Regions from separate parts of the Mus musculus genome. Here region 1 is linked to region 2. A link is a contact called in public promoter capture Hi-C data. All regions are on one chromosome and are shown on one strand. Each heading gives the region's core, a stretch centred on a gene start, on an enhancer-like site or on the middle of the called end of the contact. The rest is flanking DNA. Distances are from core to core; before and after follow the strand shown. Region 1 holds the start of Rnf139 (ring finger protein 139). Region 2 overlaps Derl1 (Der1-like domain family, member 1).

Region 1 (6,634 bases), core at 683-3,182, 1.0 Mb before region 2:
ATACCATCATTGTTTTTATAAAGGTAGAGAAAACAAAACTACAGACTCGTGAAATGGAGCTCTTCCTGAAATTCTCAAATACAAAACTTCTGTGAAGAAATAAAGTATAAGGAGTGGGCGGGGGAACACTGACTTTCTTAAATGTTTTTACCGTAAGTGACTTAAGAAAACTCCTTTCTATAAATCTACCTAGTGTCGAGTACTCCAACAGGAAATGCATTAAATCCTCAGGTCCCCCCAAAGTTGCCAGAATCTGCGGTTATTATGCCATGAAGACATTCAAGGCAGTGGCTGTATGTACTATCTCTGAGATGACTATGCAGACTCCTCTCGAACACAGAGAATGGTGGAAGTGGCTTTAATAAAGAAGAGCAGAACGACTAACTTGTATCCCCAGTAGATGACACTAAGCCCTGTGCTTGAAGAGTATCACCACCACTTTTTCTTTCTTGTTAACTTTAAGGTGAGCACTGCGGGGTCACAGCGCTGGGTACTGCATCTCCGCACACTGAGGAAGAACAAAAGGGAACCATCCCTGAACACCAGAAGCCTTTCTAACGCTCTGGCAAACACCAGCTGTGCACCAGAAACCAAACACCTAACTTCTCCAACCTCATTTCCTCACCTGTAAAGTCTAAATAACACGATCCACCTTTGAGGAGTGACCGACGGATTAGGTAAAACCTGTGAGAATGCTTTCTAGCAGACAAATGTAGAAGAGTTACTGCCAAGAACAAAACTGCTTCTTTATTGACGCTCCTTTTCTGGGAGAATAAGGCAGCAGAGGCGCTCGCACTTCTCAAGGTCTTGGTCAGGACCTCACTACCAGGTACCCGCACCCCCAACCTTTCAATAGCAAGAACCCACCTAAAAACTCATCGTAATGATCTCATCAACAAAACCTGCCAAGCTGTAATTATCTGGAAAAGATCTCTTTATGTGTTTCTCACTTCTGGTATGTAGCACAGAGAGAAATAGAAAGTGAAATATAAAATACTTTTAGCACTCAATCCATATGAAATGAAGACTGATCTTTCTAGTCTCCCACAGATGTCTCATCACCCTGGGATGGTAAGCTTTCATAGTCACATCCAACACCTTATTATTTACTCATAGAAAGAGTTTAGGGGTTCGTTGTAAGTATAACCTTCCTCGCGGTGACTTTTGGAAATGGTTTCAAGGACTGACATTCATGGCTTGAGTGGCCATTTACCTCAAGTACTTCACGATCCGGTGGACTCCAAGACACAGAAGTGACAACGTATTCTGCACTGTGAAATGGGTAGACAGGGGGCTCAAGCTCTGGCTCAAGTCCAAGGTCACACACGGCGAGACCCGGAGAGCTGTTTTTCCAGGGCTGTCGCATAGGACGCTGGAAGCCAGCAGTCATTCCCCAAGAGAAACAGCAGACAGACAGCCGCATGCTCACACAGCCGTGCTTTCTCCTCGCCCATCCAGGTGCCAACCGAGCAGGGCACAGACCCGCCAGCACCACTCAGCTGTCAACGCTGGCACGAGTACCACGGGTCCCCGCACCCCCGCCAAAAGGCCCTCTGGGGAACCAGACCGTGGTTCCCCAAGCCGCGTGCCACCAGTGCCCTGCCGTTCCCGTCGGCCTGGGAGAGGGCACGCCTCGGCCAGCGGGCTAGCCCTACGCCGTCCTTACCAAGGAGCCGGAGAAAGATCTGAAGCCCGATGCAGAACCGGCTTTGGCTGGAATCGTAGTAGGAGTTGAAGATGGCGTCGATGATGTAGAGGCAGGGCACCCGGAGCGCCACTTCGAGCGCCGCCCAGACCTGCTGCTGGGCCATCCGCACCTGCTGCTGCGGGGGCCCCACCGCCGCCATGAGCCGCTGCCACACCGGGGCTGGGCGGGCCGGGCCAGGCAGGGCGGCGCGGGGGAGGCCCGGGGCCGCGGCCGGGGCGGGCGCCGACGAAAGTGGCTCCGCCCCCGGCCGCCTCCTGTCCTGTGTCCCGGCCCGGCCCGCCCCGCCGCCCGCTCGCGTCCCTCGGTGGAGCAGGGGGCGGCGGCAGCGGCTGCCGGGAGGCCTCGGGGCGTCGGTGTTTCCGGCCGGCTAGGGTCTGGCTCCTCCTCCCTCCAGCGCCTCCCCCGCCAGCGGAGCCACCATCTTGACCCCGCCTGCCTCGGCCGTTGCTGCCGTTGCGAGGCCCCCGAGGCGGCGCCCGCGGTCACTCGAGAACGCGGAGCCGGCGCCGCGGCCCTGCGTCACAATCCGGCGCGCCGCGCAGCGTCAGCACGCGGGGCCCGGCGAGCCTCGAGCGTTGCCATGGTCCCCGCCCGCTTCGGCTCGCCTAGCCTCGCCTCGCCTCGCCGCGGGGTGGCGCTCGCGTCGCCGGCCCGCCGCGTCCCAGCGCCCGAGCGCCTGTGAGTGGCTGCCCCTCGGTGTTGGCGTGCCCCGAGCGTGGGATGCTGGGCTACTGCGCACCGACAGTGTTAAATGTCTAGTAGAGCCCAGTGAGTGTCCCTTGAACTCGCCTCGTCCTGCTTGGGAGATGAAAAGCTGGAGGACGCCGCCCTGCCTACCTGCCTCTCCCCACCCAGAGGCCAGGCCTGAGGAATGGCAGGGGAAATAACCTGCGAGGCTGCACAGGGCGATCCCAGCCAGACTTGGCACTGGCCTTGAGTTGTTAGGTGTTGCCAAGAAAAACACACTCGCATCTGTTTACACATCTCCCTCCCTGTCCCCGTGGACGGTCATGCACATTTTATTAATGGCTTCGGAGCCTGACTTACGAGCAAGAACCCAGAACTCTCTGAGGTCTTTGATTTATCCTTGTCCTGGATAAATCCTTAATCAGAGTTGAGCGCATTCTTTCGCCGCTCTTTCTTGCCTATCAGTGGAATTGGTATGACCTGGCTGTTGTTTCTCTGTTCCTTCTCCAGCAAAGGAAGAGAGTAAGGTCAGAGGCTGAACTGTAGACTTAGCTGTTTTGGTTTAAGGAACACAAAATCGCAAACCAGGAAGCCTGGTTGACTTGGGCTCCTAGCTCAAAGCGCACAAGCCAGTTTACAGCAGGACTCTAGAAGTTGGACCTCCCTTCCCACTCCACCCCACACCCGCACAGGGAGGAGGTCTGTAAATAAAATTATCAGACTTTAACAGAACCCTTTTGGGGGAAGGTGTTTGGAGCAGGAAGATGGCACCTCCACCCAGTTTTGTGGTTTGGGCTTTGTTTGCTCACTTTCCCCTCTTCCATCTGTATACGAGGCACTGTAGGCCCCGGTTTTCTTTTACCAAAGCCTCTATATCAGCTATTACGATAGGCATTTGCTCTACCTGTTTTATCAAGGTTGAGACTGGTTTAGATAAAACGAATTGCAAGATCACAAAGGTGCTAACAGGTGGGACTGTGTATGCCCCAGACCAACAAGAATCAAAACCAGAGTTTGAACCTAATGGTATCTTAAAGCTTAAAACTTCGGTTTGTTTTGCTTCTTTCACCCACAGCCAAATTCTGTAACTGAGTCCTATCCTTCCTATAGCCGCTGTCACCATCCTAACTCAAGACCTTTCTCTGGTTTATTTTATTTTTTAAAAGACCACCAGATGGTTACCTTTTCAGATCTACTCTAGAAACTCTGGGTAACTTTCCTAAACTGCATGGCTAGAGACTAACCTTGTGGCTATGACAACGTCCCCAGAGGAAGGCAACCTTAGTGAAAGAATGACACAATCTTACATAGGGAACCTCAGGGATTAAATTAGCTACTCATCCCTCTCTTATTATGCCCCCAGTGTAATTAAAGTCAAAAGAGTGAAGCTCTTACAGAGAAGAGGGTCCAGAAACACTAAAGTAAAAATGTGATAGGAGAGAGGGGGAGAATTGTATTATTACCATTCAAAAATAGAGAATAAAATATGATCTGAAAGTACAAACTAATACGCATCTATCTTGTCTGTTATGACAATATTCACACTGACACACAAGCAATATACACAGAATACCTGTGTTCAAAGATAACACTCATTAATGAGTCAAAAGCCTTTTGTCTGTCATTAATTATTCAAATGCTTCTTAGTAGCTTTTTTTTTTTTTTTTTTCTTAAAATCTGGGTCTCAAGTCAGCTTGGAACTAGCTACATAGATCAGGCTGGCCTCAAATGCTTTCTATACACCCACCTGTGTTTGCCTCCCAAGTTCTGGTACTTTAAAAGTAGGGTGTATAAAACTTATGTTAGCTTCTCTCTGGATATCCATCAGTCAAGCCTTGTCAGGCAAAGGAAAAAAATAGACTAGGCTGTCAGAAGGAAATTTACTAGTGTACCCTGGCTTCCTTAGGTGGAGGGAGCAATCAGGGACAAGTACTTGAGCCTCCCTCCTTCCCCACCCCTTCCAAGGTCTTCTGTATTTCCTACCAATGGATGATGCCAATTTCAGAAGAAGAATGGGAACTGAGGGTTACAATATGGACTATAACTTCTAGGTCCTTAGGGTTTGTTTTAAAATGATAGTCTCTAAATTGTTTTTTTTTTGGGGGGGGTGTTTGTTTTTTGTTTTGGTTTTTCTCTTTTATGTAAAATAAAATTCAGATATGCAGATGCCTATGGAAATGCAAGTGTTGACATTTTCTGGTTTTGTAAGTCCAAACAGACTTTATGTAGTTAACAAAGGAAACAACAGGCAGGCGTGATGGTGCTGTTGGGAGTAAATGTTGCGCGTCTCCATTTCCTGACATTTGGCTTTTCCTTCAGCAGCATTTGCTGAGCGCTTTGCATGTGCTTCACGGTTAGCGGGCCGCTTCTGTCTCCGGGGAGTTTACCTATCTCATTCTCATCCAGAAGACGGGAGAGCGAGGAGAAGAGAAATGACATCATTACATACACACCAGCCACATCAATCCTATGCCGACTTGTTGAAGGACACAGAACTAGGCAACGATAGTGACAGAATCAAGTTTGCACTGCAGAGTTTACTCTTTCCAGAGCGTAGGATTAGTCTCCTAAAGGCAACTTGATGGCATTTGGGGGCAGGCGGTGGGGGAGGGTGGCAAATCCCAGACAGGGTTTCTCTGTGTAGTCCTGGCTGCCCTGGAACTCATTCTAGACCAGGCTGGCCTCAAACTCAAAGACTCTCCTGCCTCTGCCTCTGGAATGCTGGGATTAAAGGCACGCACCACCTGGCTCTATATTTTACAAAAATAAAATAAAATAAAATAAAATAAAATAAAACAAGCTGAGTGTGGTGGCACACCATCGTGTGATCCCATCACTTAGGAGGCAGACTGATCTCTGTGAGTTTGAGACCAGATGAGGCTACATAGTGAGATTCTATATCAACAAACAATTTACAGGCTGGGGAGTGTGTGTGTGTTAGAGCACTTTCCCTAGCATGTGTTAGGGAATGATCACCACCACAACAAAAATACTGAAAAATAAAACAAGAAAAAATGTTGGAAGTACTTAGTATGGCATGTCATGAATAAATTTTAGGAAAAATATCCATTGGAGCTACTATGCTATTTCAACACTCTTTCCAATATTCTGTTTATAGCTTAGGAGTATGGTATAGATACTCAATTTGTTACAGATGGTAACCATCAAGTGGAACTCAATGTATTTTAGGATAGAAGTGATTACAATATGTTAGTCTAGAGTCATTGTCAATCATAATGCGAGGGCTGAGATACTTCCGAGGAGAATGCAGACAATAATTACTTTAAGGTCATGTCAAGGAGGAAAGCTCACAGTAGACTAATAAATGATCACGCATCCCATCAGGCTCAGAAATGTTAGGGCATTTCATGGTTGTGCAAACACAGTGCAAATTAAGGTAGCTGTGTTGTTGTATTCTCTTACAATACGCTGTCCACTCTACTATGACATGCCTGTTCCTGGTACCCACTGGGCAGATAGCTGTATACAACCCTTCAGCACAGGATCCTGGACGGTGAACTTCTGATACTCACCTCTCATTTCACAGCTGCCGTGAGTGGAATAAAGGTTTGAGGTAGACACTTGAGTGTTGTAAAGATTTCAACCTTTAGGTTCAAAATACCCTCAATTTGGAGAAATAAATCTGAATGGGGTCATTTTTTAAAAAGTGGACAAACTAGCCGGGTGGTGGTGGTGCATGCCTTTAATCTCAGCATTTGGGAGGCAGAGGCAGGCAGATTTCTGAGTTCGAGGCCAGCCTGGTTTACAGTGTGAGTTCCAGGATAGCCAGGGCTATACAGAGAAACCCTGTCTTGGAAAAAAAAAAAGTGGACAAACTGACTTTAAAATTCATAAGAAAATGGAAAATGCCAACAATAGTTAAGATCATTTTAAAGAATAAAGTGCTTGTTTGTTTATTTGTTTGTTTTGTTCTTTGAGACAAGGTTTCTTTGTATAGCTCTGTAGACCAAGCTGGCCTCAAACTTGTATAGATCCGACTGTCTCTACCTCTTGAGTTCTGGGATTAAAGGTGTGCAACCCTACCCACCCCCTTTGGCCTAGTCCAAAGCTGTAATAATGAAGACACCTGGTGTGGTGTGTGGCTAAAGGTAACTAAACCTATGGAACAGAATAGAAAATGTAAGGAAGGCGGGCATTGGTGGCACAAGCCTTTGATCCCAGCACTTGAGTGACAGAGACAGATCTCTGAGTTCCAGGCCAGCCTGGTCTACAGACCGA
Region 2 (6,410 bases), core at 583-3,082:
GGATGGTACAGTGAAGAAAATGCATTTGTGAGGACCGGTCCAGAACCCTTCAGCCACGCAGATAAGCTGGGTGTGGCACTTGTGCGCCTGCAGTCCAGTGCCTGGAGACCAAGACCCCTGAGGATCCTGGGGGGCTCTCTCTACCTAGAGGAGTCAGCTGTTGGGGTCCATTTTCAGTCAGAGGCCTTGCTCAAAAAATAAGGTGATGAACAATAGAGGAAGATTCTGATGGTGACCTCTGACCTTCACACATGCAGCATGGGCACCTGCACATGCACACATGCATATACTACACATGTAGTATACATATGCTACGTGTTTACATGTAGACAACAGCTTTAAGGCAGGATTTGTACTGCGGTAGTTTTTCCAAATATACCATCTTGTATGATATAATAGAGAAGCAATCCAGTGCTTTACAAGTGTCTTGTTGAATTAAGTATTTCCACAATACCTTATATGCTAGCTTGAGTTGCTTATACAAGGAAGCAGTAAATTGATACCCTAGTCAAAATACAGATCCACTTTTGTTAAATGTAAGTGATTTGCAAAGTTGGCTGACTTCAGAGATTTTTATACAACTGCTGGCTCTTGCTTAGGTCAGGTTTCTGAATCGTCCTTAAGAGTCTGCTCAAGTGTTTGAAAATTTGCCTCTGTCTCACAGCTGTTGCCACCAAGGCTGACAACCTGAATTCAATTTCCTGAAGCCCACATGGTGCAAGTGTAGACCTGACTCCCAGCAAGTTATCCTCTGACCTCTGTTTGTATGCACACTAATGTACATGCCCATACCATACACACACATACCGCCCCCCCCCAATAAATGTGCTAGGCCCCACCACCATACCAGAGCCCTCCTGAAGTGTACCAGGGCTCTCCTGCCTCCCAGAACCTTTGGGTTTCACTCTCCCTTGTTCAGTTCTTGGTGGTAGTGCTGAGTAGAGCAGTGAGGAGCAGTCGCTTAGCATTCTGCTCTTCCATTTCGTCTAAGTGATGATGAAGTTGTTGGAGTAGCTCTTACTTTAAACACCAGTGTAGTACATACTGGGTGAAGTGTGGCTGATCCGTGACAAGCTGTGAGCTTTTCCTATGGAAAATGTAAACATATACAGGGTCTTCTTAGAGAAAAAGACCAGTGAACCTTTTTCTTCTTACTGAGAAAAATTCATCTCACATCACATTTTAACCTTTTGTGAGCCTATGATTCAGTGTTTTTTTTTAACGCTTTTGTAACCATCACAGCAATTTAATTTCACAATGTTTTCATTAGCACCCCTGTAGTAGACCCAAAGTACCCCTCCCCCAGCTCCTGGCTATTACCAGTCTACTTCCTGTGTGGATTTGCCTGTGTGGGCCATGTTTAATGTAGTTTGTGACCAGCTTCTTTAACTCAGTGTTGGCTTTGTTAGTGCAGACTCCTGTTACAATTCACTCATATTGTGGTATATGTTGGTGTGAGTCTCCTTGACTGTCGTCCCCCCATCATATCTGGTTTTGTCTGTATCAGCGCTCTTGCCTTGGTTATTTGAAGCAGAATGTCACATATAATTCTCTTTCACTCATTGCTACCCAGCATAGCTCTGAAGTCAGGCCTTAAGGACTCTTTCTGATGTGGAGCTAGATCTGATATAATTGTGAGATTCTCTGGCCACCTTCTGCTCTTGTTTATCTGTGTTTTTGAGTCCATTTACCCACTTTATTAACTTGGTCAGATAACGTAAGCTGCTGTAATATTTTGTGTATGAAAAACAGGCAAGAGAACCTGCCGTGCTAGATGACTGGTTGGTTTTGTTTGCTTTTATCTTTAGAAGTTGCTTCCCTTTATTTCCAGTCAGAGCGCTCTGGAATGTTGAAACTGAGAGGCACTTTTGAAACAGTTTCTTTGAGATAAAAAGTTGCTCTCTTTATCTGTGGGTTCTGTGTCATGAGTCAGCTGCCTGAAACATTTGGAATAGCTGGAAAATAAGTCTACTGAACTTGTACAGTTTCCTCCTTGTCATTACTTATTAAACAACACATTGTAGCAACTGGTGGTACACAATTTACATTGTAAAAGGGACCATAGGGAATGTGATCTATCTTACAGTATAGGTCAGAATATCTAGGTTCTATGCAAATATTATACCATTTTATCTAAGGATTGTGGATATTTGTAGGTTTTAGTATACAGGGAAGCTCTCAGCTCCCATCTTCCATGGATTCCAGTGGAGGATGTTAATCTTACATCCCATCTAGCTTCCTCATTTGAGTTTAAATTCAGTTAATACGTTTGTAGAATTGTGCAGCCATTATCATAATCCATTTACAACATTTCTTTGCCTCTAAAGTCTATATCTGTTAGTATTGCCCATTTCCTTCAATCCATCTTCCATGCAAGCCATAGGAAACTTCTGTTCCCTTTCTGCTTTTTAGAGTCGCCTGTACTAGTAATTTCTTGTAATAATTGTGATAGGATCATACCATCTGTGATCTTTTGTGACTGTTTCTTTTACTTAGTGTCATTTTAAGGTTCTCCTACGTAGCATGTAGATGTAGTTCATCCCTCATTGTTGTCAGTTATATAGATAATGTTGATGGGCCCTTGGTTTAATCCATTTCGTGGCTGCCGTGACTAGTGCTGCTGTGAGCATTGCCGTAGAGAGGAGTCGTCCACGCTATCCTGCTTAGTCCTCTGTTTTGCAGATAGGTGCTCCTATGTCCCAAAGGTCACACTTTTTGTTTTAAAGAAGTGATGTTAAATGTCTTCAGTATTATTTTTAAAGTATTTTTCTCTGTAGAGGCTACTTTGTTCCCCAGTTCTAAAGCCTGATGTTTGCCTTGTGTTTGTTTCCAGGAGCTTTTGACGGGAGGCCAGCAGACTATTTATTCATGCTTCTCTTTAACTGGATCTGCATCGTTGTATCCTTCAGGGCTGCTCAGGCCATAATGAACTCCCTACTTCCCTTTTAAGGTTTTGGGAAATAGTATTCTAAAAACGATTTAAATCAGTTTTGATACCTTTTAAAAACTATAGTTAATAATGAGAATATCAGGTTCTGTCTTTGAAGCCAGGGTAAATCCCATGTTTTGGAGATGCCTTCTCTCACTGGAGTCTCTGGGATTTTTATCCATATTCAGTGGAATTTTATTGCTGTCTCCTTGAGCCCAGTTCTCTGTGTTCCCTGGGATGACAGTTTGTTGACTGAAGCACAGATATTCCATGCCAGCCACAAGACAGCTTTCTGGTTCTTTCCAGAAATTAATTTACAGCCAGCATCATTTCATGACTTCGTTGCTGTCCATCTTTTGGTCCTAAATAACAATCTAGTCCATAAAGCACCCCCCTCTGGGCATGGTCTATCTCTGTGTGAGGCACTATTGATAAGCAAACAGTTGGACCTGACGACTGTTTAAAGTTGATCAAGAGCCAGAAACATAAAGGCCTGGAATACTCCCTCTCCTTTAAGAGAATGGAGAAAAAAAAAAAAAAAAAAAAAAGCTGTCCCTGAGTGTAAGCATTTGTTTCAAATGCACAGATCTGTCTATCCTGTAGTTGAATGCTAAATAGTAAAATAGTAGTAGGGTGTAGAAGAAGATACCAGGTGAGCAGGTCATGGTGAGGCTGTTCATTTCCATGTCTCCTGCTCTACTGACTGTACTGGCGAGTGGATATTTCTGCAGTGATCAGAACTTTTGTGTGTTCCTATATCTTGAGTAATCTGATAGTTAGAAAGTGTTTTCCTTTGGAACAGTGTAGTGACGTTCACTGGAGAGAAATGAGCAGCTCAGCCTTGGTATCTATAGAATACTTTCTGCATATGATCCTTGACTTTACAAACCAAGATTACTGGCTTAGCAATGGATATGCAGGTAAGACTTTCAACTATTTGCCCTTCTGTATGTTTCAGAAGTTGGGATTACATTGAATGCATAGAATGAGAACTGATTATACTGTTAGCTAAGCCTTTGAGGCTCTTGTAGGCATATCTAACCATTGGCTTCCTTGTTCATTTCTGGCTTATGCTTGAATGCTCAGAGTAATGGTTATGCAGTATTTCCTGGGTGTGTGTGGGGTTATGTATTCATTGAAAATAGATTAGATAGTTAAGGAAAATATTTTTTTCCTTCAAATAACAGCTTGAACTGATGTTTCTGAGTTCATGTATTGATCATAGATTTTTATGGCATTCATTGTATGATAAATAATGCGGTTAGTTTGTGATTGTGACATTAGGGTTTCCTGTGCAGTTTGGGAGGTGGGCAGGATAGGCAGGCAGTCACATTAAGCCTTGTTTCGTGCCTGTGGCGCTGAGCTTCCTGTCCTGACTTCCTTTGCAGCTGCTGATGATCCCTCTGATCATGTCAGTGCTCTACGTCTGGGCCCAGCTGAACAGAGACCTGATCGTGTCGTTCTGGTTCGGAACGCGATTTAAGGTAGTTTACCTCTGAGGAATATATAGCTCAGTGGAACTTAGTCTGTGGTAATCTTGCCTGAGCTCAGATGTGTACCTTCTGACACTTCCAGAAGGGGTCGCTGCAGAGTAGTGTACCACAGGCAGGCGTCTGCCTCCCCCTCCTCAGTCCTGCTCCTAGCATCCCAGCATCCCTTGCTGTTGTTACTTCCAAACCCTCTAAGCCTCTTCAGGGATATGCCCCTCAGTGATCGTGTGTGTGTGTGTGTGTGTGTGTGTGTGTGTGTGTGTGTGTGTGTGTGTGTGTGTGTGTGTGTGTGGAGAGAGAGAGGGGTCGAGCACACAAGAGGGATTACAAGAGAGACAACATGCAGAAACCCGCGATTTCTAATCTTTTTGTCACTCCTGCACTTCCTATTAGGTGCCACATACTGTACCTAGAATAGCACCCCCTATGTTCCTGGAGTTTGCTGTTTTCTACCTGTAACGACGACCTGTAATTATAGAACTGAATGTTGCTTGAGCTCCTGGCTGGAGTTAGACTTGTCTAGTCTGCGGGCTACTACTTACCCCAGTTAGACTCATAACTATTTTTAAGCTCCCTTTTACTAGTTTCTGAAGTTCCATTGAAGTTCACTCAGCTTAAGTTTGGTCTAGGGTGTCAGATCTGGAACCCTAATATCTTGTTGGGAGACTGTTAGTTCAGGACATTCACACACAATGTTAGATAAAAATTCAAGTTAATTACTTATAACAATCGCTTTTGAAGTCTTCCAGTGGTTCTGTTTGGGGTGTTTTTACTGTCATCCATAAGATACTTGTTAGTTTCCTTGTGAATATTAACTTAGTAGGACAAATAAGTTTAGTTTTAGATAGGAAGATGTAAGTGCAGTAGGGCCGGCCTTAGATTTGAGAAATTTTGTAGTGACCTAGTGATTTCTGTAAAGCCCTGGTCACTACTTTCTCCCCATTTTCAGTTCCCCAGGTGCCATGTGTTTTCAGACTCGGCTGTTCACATCTGTGTCCTCTTTCCTAGGCCTGTTACTTACCTTGGGTTATCCTTGGATTCAACTATATCATTGGAGGCTCGTAAGTAATGTTAGATTTATTTATCTGGAGACTAATCCTTGGGAAACTTGATTCATTTTTATTTTCCTTTCTTAGGCTTTTAAAGACTTTAAAGACTGAGTGTTGATATGTTAGAACCTTAGAGAGAAAGGTGTTTGGATATAATTGGTTGCACTACAGGATGTAAGCACCTTTGACATTGGATGGCTATCATTTTGTTAGCTTGTCACTAGACACATTGTGTTTCTAGACCTATTTGTTTGAATAAATATATGCCTGTCTGGATTCAGTATCCATACTGGGCAAATACAGAACTTACTTGCCTTGGTTTGTCTTCGGATCTTATCTGGAAGATTACTGCTTGTTTTCAGACACTCCCAGAATGCCTTGGAAATGGCTACTGCCATAGAAATGGAGATTTCTAGATGAGAAGTACCTCTGTACATGGTTTGATGGTGTAGAACTTTGTTAGGCAGGGTCAAATTTCTCCTCCGTTGGTCTGGAGTTGGTACTGAGATGTAGGAAACCCTTTCATGTTTCCAGTCTTAAGTTTAGAGAGGGACCTTTTAGAAGGAGCTGTCTGGGGAGACCACACAGTGGTTAAGAGCAGAGATTGCTCTTGCAGAGGATCTAAGTTTGGTTCCCAGCACGCATGGTGGGCAGCGCACAACTGCCTGTAACCTTAGCTCCAGGGGTCTCTGATATCTCCAGCCCCTCTGTGCTTGTGCCCATGCTGTGTATACACATAGGCATGCACAACAGTTACAGATATGTATTTTAAATCTTTAAGAATGAGAAGAGCCTTCCTCTGCATGATAGGTGGCACACACCTTTAATTGCAGCACTTGGGAAGCAGAGGCAGGTGGGCCAGCCAGGGTTACATAGCTAAACCCTATCTCGAATAAACCAAACCCAAAACAAAACCCAAGGTAGAGATTTTAAGAGCTCTCA

What was found. Promoter capture Hi-C pulls out the DNA fragments that hold promoters and counts their contacts.
Region 1: a contact with region 2 is called in a promoter capture Hi-C map of liver, with 2.6 times the contacts expected there. The contact joins the promoter of Rnf139 here to the enhancer-like site in region 2. A contact is called at or near these places in 13 of 39 promoter capture datasets (the 3T3-L1 cell line, 3T3-L1-derived adipocytes, the C10 cell line and 8 more) and 1 of 484 Hi-C or Micro-C datasets (the G1E-ER4 cell line).

Annotation. Positions count from the first base shown.
Region 1 is chr15:58,884,527-58,891,160 of GRCm38.p6, reverse strand. Rnf139 (ring finger protein 139) reads right to left here and starts at 1,932. Exons shown (of 2, transcript NM_175226.4): 1 at 1,667-1,932. The coding sequence starts at 1,847. Gm36509 (a long non-coding RNA gene) reads right to left here. Exons shown (of 2, transcript XR_384121.2): 2 at 4,566-4,792. It also overlaps a transcript of Tatdn1 not described here.
Region 2 is chr15:57,876,488-57,882,897 of GRCm38.p6, reverse strand. It overlaps Derl1 (Der1-like domain family, member 1), which reads left to right. Exons shown (of 8, transcript NM_024207.4): 3 at 2,834-2,898; 4 at 3,823-3,849; 5 at 4,318-4,413; 6 at 5,428-5,480. Among named protein-coding and RNA genes, the nearest start is that of Derl1, 13 kb to the left of the region's middle. Within about 2 kb of position 1,832, at least 40 of the 459 cell types and tissues checked have an H3K27ac peak or open chromatin away from gene starts, as enhancers often do. A contact at or near this core is called in the G1E-ER4 cell line and liver, where this site is marked.